3 separate regions of the Mus musculus genome follow, and all the other regions are linked to region 3. A link is a contact called in public HiChIP or PLAC-seq and promoter capture Hi-C data. All regions are on one chromosome and are shown on one strand. The core of a region is the stretch at or near the end of the contact, and the rest is flanking DNA. Distances in the headings are between cores, read along the strand shown.

The links. Promoter capture Hi-C pulls out the DNA fragments that hold promoters and counts their contacts. HiChIP or PLAC-seq counts read pairs in DNA pulled down with a chosen protein or histone mark.
Region 1: a promoter capture Hi-C map of embryonic stem cells shows a contact between it and region 3, with 5 times the contacts expected there. The contact joins the promoter of Nppc here to the promoter of Snorc in region 3. A contact is called at or near these places in 7 of 39 promoter capture datasets (embryonic stem cells, hematopoietic stem and progenitor cells, hippocampal neurons and 2 more).
Region 2: a contact with region 3 is called in an H3K27ac HiChIP or PLAC-seq map of bone marrow-derived dendritic cells, with 6 times the contacts expected there. The contact joins the enhancer-like site here to the promoter of Snorc in region 3. A contact is called at or near these places in 6 of 39 promoter capture datasets (the 3T3-L1 cell line, 3T3-L1-derived adipocytes, the C10 cell line and 3 more), 1 of 484 Hi-C or Micro-C datasets (the HPC-7 cell line) and 2 of 115 datasets of contacts at active chromatin or transcription factors (bone marrow-derived dendritic cells and extraembryonic endoderm stem cells).

The regions. Positions count from the first base shown.
Region 1 is chr1:86,668,365-86,671,938 of GRCm38.p6, forward strand. Nppc (natriuretic peptide type C) reads right to left here and starts at 2,209. Exons shown (of 3, transcript NM_010933.5): 1 at 1,985-2,209; 2 at 1,280-1,590. The coding sequence starts at 2,074. The coding sequence ends at 1,300.
Region 2 is chr1:88,282,496-88,285,712 of GRCm38.p6, forward strand. No RefSeq gene overlaps it. Among named protein-coding and RNA genes, the nearest start is that of Hjurp, 6.5 kb to the left of the region's middle. Within about 2 kb of position 1,441, at least 18 of the 459 cell types and tissues checked have an H3K27ac peak or open chromatin away from gene starts, as enhancers often do. A contact at or near this core is called in bone marrow-derived dendritic cells, where this site is marked.
Region 3 is chr1:87,468,577-87,472,217 of GRCm38.p6, forward strand. It overlaps Snorc (secondary ossification center associated regulator of chondrocyte maturation), which reads left to right and starts at 1,625. Exons shown (of 3, transcript NM_028473.2): 1 at 1,625-1,835. The coding sequence starts at 1,763.

The DNA.
Region 1 (3,574 bases), core at 959-3,458, 800 kb before region 3:
CATCCGAGATCTAGAGCCAGGGCACTTGGCAGAGCTCCTGAACTGGGGGTATGTGTTTCTCTCGTCAGTGGCCAATATTTCCAAGATCCCTTCTGGGTATGATGTGGGCTCCTGAAGGTCTGTCACTTAAGTTACTCATGAATTAATATGGGGACACAAGTACACAGAGCACTGCACTTCTGCAAAGGTCTCTCATGCCTTTAAAAAAAAAAAGGCTCCTGTCATGTGATGGGGGAGGTGTTCCTACTCCTTACTGGGAAAAGAATGGCCACTGGTCAATCTTCCTGGGTTGGGGAGAGCAGCCTCCTCACCACTGGGGTGGGCTAGAGCAAGAGGCAAAGCCAAGGAACAGCAGAAGCCTGACTGTCAAGCACTTATCTAAGTAAAGTGTGTCTCATCACATCATCAGGGATAGAGAGCAGAAGGAAGTCAGGAAGGACCCAGCAGCTTATGAGGATGCTGGGAAGATGGAGGCTTCCCGTCTCCATGGAGGGGAAGGAGGCCAGAAATAGTTCAGAGCACCACAAGGCTGGTAAAGAACTCACTGTGGACACACTGAGTTTGAGGTTAGGTCACGAAATAAGCTTTAGCTTGTTCCTTTGCCTCTCTCTTGAAACAGGGTCACCAGCCTAAGGTTCATCTCGGAAGCCCCAGGGCAGCAGCATCAGGACCCTGGATAGACCAGTTTGCCCACAGTTGAGTTGAGAGCAGGGCTAAGATTCAGAATGCCCCAGGCAGAAGAGTGCCCTGCTGCTGCCACAGAGGTTCTCTCTACTAGGAGGGGGCAGGCATATCTGCATGCCTGCCTCACCTGAGGGACAACAGCCCCAGAAAGGCATCCTAGCACTTGACTGCTTGGCTGCTGGCACAGGGCTGGTGGTACATCTTTCTCTCCCTCTTTCCAGGATCTCTCTAACAAGTTTCCAGTTGGCTAGCTGGCCAGTGGTCAGTGGTGGGTTTGGAGGCTGGGACTGCATAAGCCTGTCTCTATTTTTCTAGAGGAAGCCAGATGGAGTACTCTAAGGCTGAACCTGGTCTCTGACCTGGCCCGTGTTCACTTTTTTGTTGTTGTTGTTTTTTAAATCTGTAAAATGGGATATGTGAGGTGGCAGGCAAATGTCTGGGTACACTTGATCCCATGCCTAAATTGGTTGGGGGAAGGTCACAGAACATAGGGATCAGGGAGGAAACCAAACAGTCTGCGAAGGACAGTGATAAGAGCTTGGCTCTCTTGGGTGCAGAGCTAGGCGAGCGGGGAGCGTCCGATGGTGTTACTTACCGCCGCCAGGGGTAGCTGCACTAACATCCCAGACCGCTCATGGAGCCGATCCGGTCCAGCTTGAGGCCAAAGCAGCCTTTGGACAAGCCCTTCTTGTTGCCGCCTTTGTATTTGCGCGCGTTGGGGTGCTCGTGCAGAAGGCGGGCCCAAGCAGCCCGGGACTTGGTGTCCACACGCAGGTCCCGGAGCAGTCGCGATCGGTCTCCCTTGAGATTGGCTCCCCCGCTGCCTGGAGTCTTGTCACCCTTTTTCTGATTGCCACCAGCTGCCTGGGAATCCGCCAGCTCCTCCCCTGGCGGGGTTCTCGGGACCTGTCGGAGAAAAGAGTGGACAGGTGAAAGAGTGCACCGATGTAGCATAGATGACTTTTACGGGGCCCAGAGTGGCGTGGCCCTTCTCAGCCATGAGCGTGCCTCCACCGATGCGGGACAGCTGAGTCCAGCATCCACCTGCCACGCAGCCTTCTTGCCTGCTCCTCCGGGGAGCCCATTGCTCTTCCCGTGCCGCAGGTCATGCTGGGCACATTGGGGCACGGGAGGTGTGCATGTGTCGACATTCTCCCGAGGCTGGGAAATGAACCCGAGAAGTCCCCGCTTTGAGGGAGCAAGTCCGAGGGGGTCTGCCTTTCCGGGTTCTCTGCTCCCTCCTGCGCACCACATCTTTCCACGCCCCTCACAAGCCCAGCGTCCCCGCGACAGCACCCACCTTCGGTGGTGTCCCGGGCTTGGCTTCAGAGGGCCGGAGCGAGAGTAGCGCGAGCAGCAGGGCGCAGGCGATCAGCTGGGAGAGGTGCATGGTGCCGATGGGACCGAGGTGTGCAGACGGTCTGCAGCCGGGACTGCCGGTGAGCAGTCGGATAGGCGGATGCGGAGCAGGATTGCCAAGCGAGCACAGGTCCTACTGCTGTGCGGCGCCGGCTGGGTGCGCTCTGAGTCCGTGGCTCCGCTGGAGCCTTTATAATCCAACCTGCCGCTGATGTCATCTTCCCGCCCACCGGGCCTCCAGGGCCAATGGCACAGCGCACGCGGCCGAATCGACGGCCCGGAGGGGGCCGGGAGGGGGCCGGGAGGGGGCCACGGGGGCTCCCTCTTCTGCTCCAACCCACATCCCACCTCCGAAGGAGCCGGCGGCTCGGCTCGCTGCGCTCAAAGCCACAAAGCGGCGCGCAGAAAAGAACTCCATTTGTAGAATGCGCTTCGCCCTAGTACTCAGGCTTCTAGGCGTCCCTGCGCTGTGTATCTGCTGCTCCTGATACGTGTCTGTACTCCTTCTGCAGGTGCAAAGGCTTAGAAGAAATGTCCTTTATGCAAAGTTACACAGGTTGAAAGTTGGTGCGGCCCAAAATCTACACAGATCGCTCTGTTTCCAAACTCTTCACAAATGCTGCCACGCGCTAGCCAGGGTGGAAGGGCTGACCATGTCTACACGCTCAAACATGGGGGCGGCAGAGGATGGGGTTAGTAGATCCCAGTGGGAAGTGGAGGGAGAGCTTGAATGTTGTAGCTGCAAAGGAGACTTGTAAGTCTCGGATACCCACGAGTGAGAGGATGTCATCAACCCACGAGTGTGAGCCAGGAGTTTGTGTGTGTGTGTGTGTGTGTGTGTGTGTGTGTGTGTGTGTGTGTGTGTGTTGGGAGGTTAGGAGGCAGGTAGCTTTCCTTCAGTGATGTACTGGCCCTTCCTGAAGGTGGAGATGTCCACTTTAGTGTCCTGAATACCCTAAGAAACTATGGGCAGTACTGGGTTTTAACCAGCTCCAAGCCTCAATAGGCCATCGCCATTGAGTTTGGGGTTGTAGTTGCCTTCTGGCTATAGGGACCGGGCCACTTATTTCTGCTGCACACAATTCCTCGCCTTGACCTGGAATCTTGGTCCATCGGACTCTAGGGAGCTCTGCAATTTAGAGCCACGAGAGAACTTGTAGTTTCAAGAATGGAGTGATGTGCAAGAGTTTGTGTCCCTTCTCCTGAGCAGGATGCAGGCTTGAGCGAGGGAAATGAATGTTGGCAGGGTCCCTGTGGTCTCATGGAGCAAAGAGCCTGGGAGAGAGGACGAGAAGCAGGAGCCAGTTAGCTTCTTACAGAGAAAGGGAAGTGGGAAGAGAGGGTAGTGGGAAGACTGCTGGGATGGACATGGGTCTAGAGGACCCAATGCTTCTGGAGGATACAGAGGAAGCAAGAGTGTACTGAGTGTGCCGTCTACTTCCTCGTCCTTTCCTAGCATGCAACCCAAAGACTCCAAATGAGGACCACAAGCTCCTTCCAGCCTTTCGTTTGGGAAATGACTCACAGGTGA
Region 2 (3,217 bases), core at 191-2,690, 810 kb after region 3:
TTTTTTCCCTTATGACGTAAGATGTAGAAAAGGTGGTGTTAGTCATTAGTCTTGATGGTGCAGGTTTTTCCCTGGTCAGTTGCTGCATTAAGAGGGCAGGAGGGGGGAAGGTAGGGGGAGTGGGAAAGAGGAAGGATAAAGAAAGGTGGGAGAGGGGGAAGTGGGGGAAAGTAGGGGGAGGGGGAGGGGGAAGGGGAGAGTGGGGAAGGTAGGTGAGGAGGGAAGTGTGGGGAAGCTGGGAAGGGGGGGGGGGGGGAGATGCCAGGAGGCAGGCAACTCTGTATTTGTCAGAGTTGGAATTCCATGCTCCCTCCCTTTCATTGTATAGGTTAGATCATCTAGTACTTTCTGCTTCCTGCTTTATGCTTCTGCAGCATCCACTCCTAGATCTGTTTACAGGCTTACGTTTACAAGGTTTGACTTTCACGTTTGGCGCTGACTTTATTCACGATTGCTTTAATGCTTCATTGTTATCCGACTTATGGAACTACCTGCTTGGTTACTCTCTGTGTGCTGAATCGCAATGTGAGAGTTTTAGACTAGGTTTGCTCTCCCAACCTACAGCATTGTGCAGCAAGTTTAAGTAGGATTCTGGTCATTATGCCTGGGCTCAAGGTCCCCAACCCCTTTCATATGGACTTTTGAAGAACATTCCAGATGCAAACCATGGCGTCCATTCTGAGCAACCCTCAGAGTTATCAGTGAGTCTCATGATGCTCTTATTACATGTTTTGTCTTGGATAATATGATGGGATTGACTGGTGGCTCCAAAGGCAATTTACTTCCATTTAGTAATAACAGTAACATGCCCACTGAGTAGAATGTGCTAAGGGCTTTGGATCTATTGATCTTTTCATTGTCTCACTAAAGGAGGGAGGTGACTTGTGTTGAGATCCCAATTCCGCAATCTGTAACCCAGGCTACTCTGGGCAATGTGTCTGAGTCTCAGTGATGCCATTCGTAAAACGGGGATACTATTGCCTTTGTAGAGTGATGGAGATCGCACCATTGAGACAGTGCTTGGTACCAGCAAGCTGGTTCCTAAGGAATGTTGACTCCCTAACTCTGCAGGCATGGGGCTTGAGAACAGGCACCAGGGAGAGGCTGATTCTCAGCCACACTGCAATGATTGTCGTGGGATGGACAGGAAGGCATGTGTCAAGCCGGTTTGCAGGGAGGAAGAGAGGAGTCTGTAGGTACCTTTTAAACTTTCCATCTGAAATGCATTCTTTTCTGAGGTCCAAAAGAGCTACTAACTTATTTCAGAGAATAACTCTTGGGTCTAGCTTTCCAGTTTCCAAAACAGCAAATGGAGACCGAATGGTTATTAATGCAAATCTGAGGGCAAAGATTTTTAAATGTCTGTGGCACAGGGCCCCAGCTAAATTACTTTCCCTTCTGCTTTTTGGAGGACAGAACACTTGCATTTCCAGTGCCTGCTTTCTGTGTCCTTGTTCGGCTATTACTGCACACCTACCGTGTTACCCACAAGGCCTAATGGACCACTTTGCCCCAGAGGGGTCTGACAACATCACACTTCTTTGCCACAACCTTGAAATGACCAGAACAGGGTACGATTCTTGAATGTTGCAGCTCTCCTTTTTACTGGAGTGTGAGGCTCTTACGAACCTTTCAGACAGCTTTGAGAATCGGGGTGAGGAAATTTCCACATCACCCCCCTTGGGTTGCGTTCCCACGAGGAGCTCATCTGTTGAAAACAGAGACGCAGTTCTGAGTCCCATTTATGTGGTGGTGGTGGGGGAGTGTTATATACCTGTTAGGATGTTTCTCAGCCTCTAATCGAATGCACATCATAGGGAGAGGTCACACCGTGTCTGATAAGGTCACAGAGAGTTCAGTTGTGAAATCAGCATCTGGTCGACTAGGGTGAGCTATCCCATTGCTGCAGAGAGCAGGTGGCAGCAGGAGACTTTGCTCCATTGTTTATGGAGGATCATAGAGCTGATAGGTTCAGAGGTGAGCCCATGGCTGTGCCAGACCATGAGACCTCAGCACTACTCACCTGCACGGATCTTGTCTACCATTCTACCATCCTGGAAGTGAGAAGGGTGGAATCCAGAACGGTCTTAACTGCTATAGTCACACACAGCCCTTGAAGCTTGTGGCCATGGAGCATAGGAGTAAGCATATGTCCCTTTCCCTCTTGGCTGAAGGGGACAGAGCAACGGACAGTGCCACAGCTGAGAGGGCTCCGTCAGGATCAGTGTCATGAGTGTCTTTGTCATCTTTATGGTTGCAGAAGGTCAGAGAAAACATCTCTGAAAAGTCGGCATGACGGTCATGAAGCAGACATTGACACAGTTCCGCAGAAGTGGGTATGGCCTGCTTGGGATGAGCCCTTCACACTCTGGGATGAGCATACTCTCTCTCTTATCTTTGCCTGTACACATGGAGGCCCACTGTATGCTGTGTTAGAAATGTGCTGTCATCTTAGGCTGATTTCCCTGGGAAGAGTGAGTCTCTGAGATTGAATTTAACAAAAGCCATTTATTTGGGAGTTCAGGGTGAGGGTTGGGGAGGAATGGTTGAAACTGGCACTGGGCTGCTGCTCACTCAGTGCCAGGCCACTAGGGGGCTCTAGATCTAAGTGAGCTGCCTCAGGGTTGGCTTTAGACCAAGATGGCAGGTCTCTGGACACCTGCGAGGACCAGTCTCCTGGCTCCATCCTCTTGGGCCAGGGGATCTCTTCCGTGGAAGCAACCCCCAATGGAGCTGCATGACTGACGGCGTCATTGTCACCTCAGCAGCCAGGGCTGCTTTCCACACGCCAAGGGCTTCTCCCTCACGGATGCTTTAAAGGATCGCGGGAATGTTTCAAGTTTCAAGATGTTCATATTTCTAGTTTTAATTATGTGAATATGTGTGTCTCTCTGTGCGTCTATGCACCTGACCTGTGGAGGCCAGAGGCATGAGGTCCCCCGGAACTGGAGTTACAAGTGCTTGTGACTGAGACAGCCCAGTGTGGGTGATGGGGACAGAACTGGATCCTCTTCAAGAGCAGTGCCTCTTAACCACTGACCCATCTCTCTAGCCTCAGTACATTTTAAATTTTAAAGTTGAAATAAAAACGGATTTGGTACAGCCTAGATTGATTAAGTCTTTATAAAGCCATAACACTATCATTTTTGCATCTTACCCCCTTTTTTTATTGTAAGAGGGGAGTCCATGAAGGCAAAAATAATGGTGTGAGTCACAG
Region 3 (3,641 bases), core at 375-2,874:
TTCACAGCTGAAGGAAGCAGAACCTGGTTGGGAGTAGACCTCAGCATGCTTTTCAAAGTGTGTCTTGTCCCCAGCCAGGTGTGTCTCCCTGCCTTTCTTCCTCTGCTGTGAGAACCGCAGCCTCCCCTGTTCCCTGCCACCACTGTGATGCTCTGCCTCTCCGTAGGCTCAAGCAACAGGACAAGTTGACCAGGACCATAAAACCTGCAGCCATGAGCCAGAGTAAACTCTTTTAAAAAGTCATCTCTGGCACTTTGTCACAGCAACGAAAGGTTGATTCATGCACCTCGTGTGCATGCTTCTCTTCTGAAAATGAACACACAAGGGGGAGCGATATGAAAATTCATAAAAATGTAAGTGCTGTGAAGAACCTTAAAGTGACCCAACGACAGGACACAGGCTGACTGACCAAGCTCAGACCTGGAGAAACATGATGATGAGTGTAGCTACTACTTTCTAGGGAAGAAGATAGAGTGCAAAGGCCCTGGGGCAGGAGCCACGCTAGTATCCTGCAGGAGCCCTATTGTTGGGGCCAGCAGCTGGAACATAGGGAGAGAGCAGGAAAGCAGAGGGAAGACTGGCTAGGGAATTTGCCTTTTTGTTTGGAAAACTATGAAGTAGCAGAGCCTCAGGGGCTTAAGAGACTTGGGGAACTTGCAGGGTGAGCACACCTGTGTGTGTGTGTGTGTGTGTGTGTGTGTGTGTGTGTGTGTGTGCGCGCGTGTGTTGAAGTCCATCTGTGGGTGTAGGCAGAGGCTGAGGAGGCCAATGTGCTTGGTCAGACCTGTTGGGAAGGTAGTGAGCTGAACTCTGAGCCAAGCCCAGGCTTAAAGGTGAAACTGAGTCTCTGGATTAGTGGAGAGTGCCTACAAGAACAAGGGAGCCAGGGAGAAGGACTTGTGCATTGAGACCTTCCTGGAAGGGGCCTAGAGCGGCTGGCCAAGGGGCTTTAATAGAAAATGCCTCACAACCTTAGCTTTAGTAAGGGCCAGTGGAAGGGTCCTGAGCAGGGTCTCCCAGAGTCCTGAGCACAGTGGCTCAAGGCATTTGTTGTGCCTGGGTGAGGCTCCTGTCTTGGGAGGCTGGGAAAGTTTGTACTTTCACTAGTCCAGGAATATGTGTGTGTGTGTGTGTGTGTGTGTGTGAGAGAGAGAGAGAGAGAGAGAGAGAGAGAGAGAGAGACAGAGAGAGTGAGACAGAGAGACAGAGACAGAGAGACAGAGAAGAGAAAGAGGAGGGGAGCAGGGCAGAGACAGAGAGAGAGGAAAGGAACCCTCTCTCTCCCCTCCCCTCCCCTCCCCTCCCCTCCCCTTCTCTCCCTTTCTCTCCCCTTTTCTCTCCTCTCCTCTCCTCTCCTCTCCTCTCCTCTCCTCTCCTCTCCTCTCCTCTCCTCTCCTCTCCTCTCCTCTCCTCTCCTCTCCTCTCCTCTCCTCTCCTCTCCTCTCCTCTCCTCTCCTCTCCTCTCCAGGGTGGGGCTGTTTGGTAGTTCAGGACTGCAGGTCTGTCTGAGTGCGCTCTCTCTCTCTCTCTCTCTCTCTCTCTCTCTCTCTCTCTCTCTCTCTCTCTCTCTGTGTGTGTGTGTGTGTGTGTGTGTGTGTGTGTGTGCATGCGCGTGCATGTGTGAGGGGCGGGCACGGTGTCCCAGGAGGACAGAGTTTGCATTGATGAAAACCCTTCCCAGCTCTTTGAAGCCTCTTTCCCGCTGCCTGAGCCCAGCCGCCTAGTCCTCTGTGTCCCATAAGACTGCTCACTCCCTGCCAGGATGGCATCTTGTCTGGCCCTGCGCGTGGCGCTGCTGCTCATCTCTGGGGTCCTGGCCCCTGCGGTGCTCACAGGTAAGGGGCGCAGGCCCTCAGCTCTGCTGCTACCAACTTCTCAGGGCCAATAACTACCACTGGGACCAGATCCTCCAGTACCTATGGGGTACAAGCCCCTCACACAAGGTGGGATTCCCAGCTGTGGTGATTCTGGGAGACTCCCACAATGCTGGCTGGTAGAAACCGAGTAAGATGATGTATGTTAGCAGCAGGATGGGTGGCCATTGAAAAAGACTTGGGTATCAGGGTCTGGTACATTTGGCTGTCTGATGTTCTTGGGGTAATACTTTGCCGCTAGAACACCTGGAGACTTCTGGACCTGGGAGGCTGGAGGACTCATCAGACATAAGGCAAAGGGCTAAAGGCCAGAGACCCTCTGGGCAGAAAACCCAGAGACTCATGATTCCTTTAAATTCTGCAAACCCTTTCCTTCTGACTTACGACCTAGGTGCTGTCCCCATAGAGATAAATATTTCTTAGAGTCTTTTGCAGGATAGTGAGGAAACTGGACTGAGCCCTAGGTGGCCTCTCTGGGGTCTGAAAAAAACACTGCATGGCAGGCCTGCTCTGGGTCTGCTTCAGAGCAGGGACATAGGCACAGATAGGCTTTGATTATGAGAAAATAAATCTCGCGCAGTTGTTCAGTAGTCTGCAGAAAGGCCTCTGGGTTCCCTGGTTGTCTTACAACATTGCTGCCTGAACTTTAGGGGTGTCTGTGTGTCTACAAAGGAAAGAAGTCACCTCTGTGGTAGAAGCATAGCCTCGGAACTCGCGGCCACACCCCAGGATGGTGACGGTGGTCTGTGGGCCGTTCTACCTCCCCTCAACACCCCAGGAAATAGCTAAAGACCTGACTCTGCCCAGCCTGGCTCATACCTCTCTTGGCCATTTCCTAATCTGTAGAAGGTGGCACCCACTACGCTGCCTCCCTCATAGTGGGATGCTAAGGCCTCACCAGGGCTCAATGCAGGGCTCTGAGGATGGCCAAATGTCCAGTCAACACTCAGTGTTCAGAGTGTGAGCAGGGTTCAAAGCCCGAATGGATTTTGGGGAGAACCATCTCTTCTCATATGTTGGGACACACCCAGCTTCTGGAGTGGGAGCTGTGCTCGGTAATGTAGCCTGAAGTACCCCTGAGTTAGGACTTACAGTGGGAGGAGGCATTTTCTATTGCCTAGGACTTGGAGCTGAGACCCACACCGCTTCCTGCCACAGTGAGGCTGTTGCCTGGCAGGACCCTGCAGCTGGAGCCTTCCTAGTGGCTCCTGTCCAGGTTTCTGTTAGGTTTCTTCCAACCTAAGCCTCTAGCCAGAGCCCCGGTCAGATTATACATACACAACTCTAGTGGGTGGGCTTTCTGTTCCCACAGAAGCTTTGGGAATAGCCAAGACCTCGCCTGACCTCACCTCCCTCTTTTTCCACGACTTCCTTCTCCCCTAGGAACAGGCGGGCCCACAGCAGGCATGAGCATGCAAATCCCACCTTGGGTTTTGGGGTTCTGGCTATTCTGGGAGTGGGGAGATAGGAGGTTCTCAGAACTAGCCATGGACGCATAGGTCTGCACAGGTGTGTACGAGGTCTGTGGCCCTGTCTCTCCTGGGCTGCAGTCTCATAGCAGGAAAGAGGAGATGGGGTACTCCTGGGGTACTCCAGCCTGCCACCCTTCCCGCCTCAGCTGGTGGCCACAGCCACTGAGGTAGGGGAGCAGGCCAGGTTGAGTGGGCAGGAGGCCAGGGTGGGGATGAAAAGGCTCTTCATGTCTGCACAAAGGCCGTCTGTGAGCATGGGCGCCTGGCCTGGGGGCCTGTGGTCAGACCAACCGTT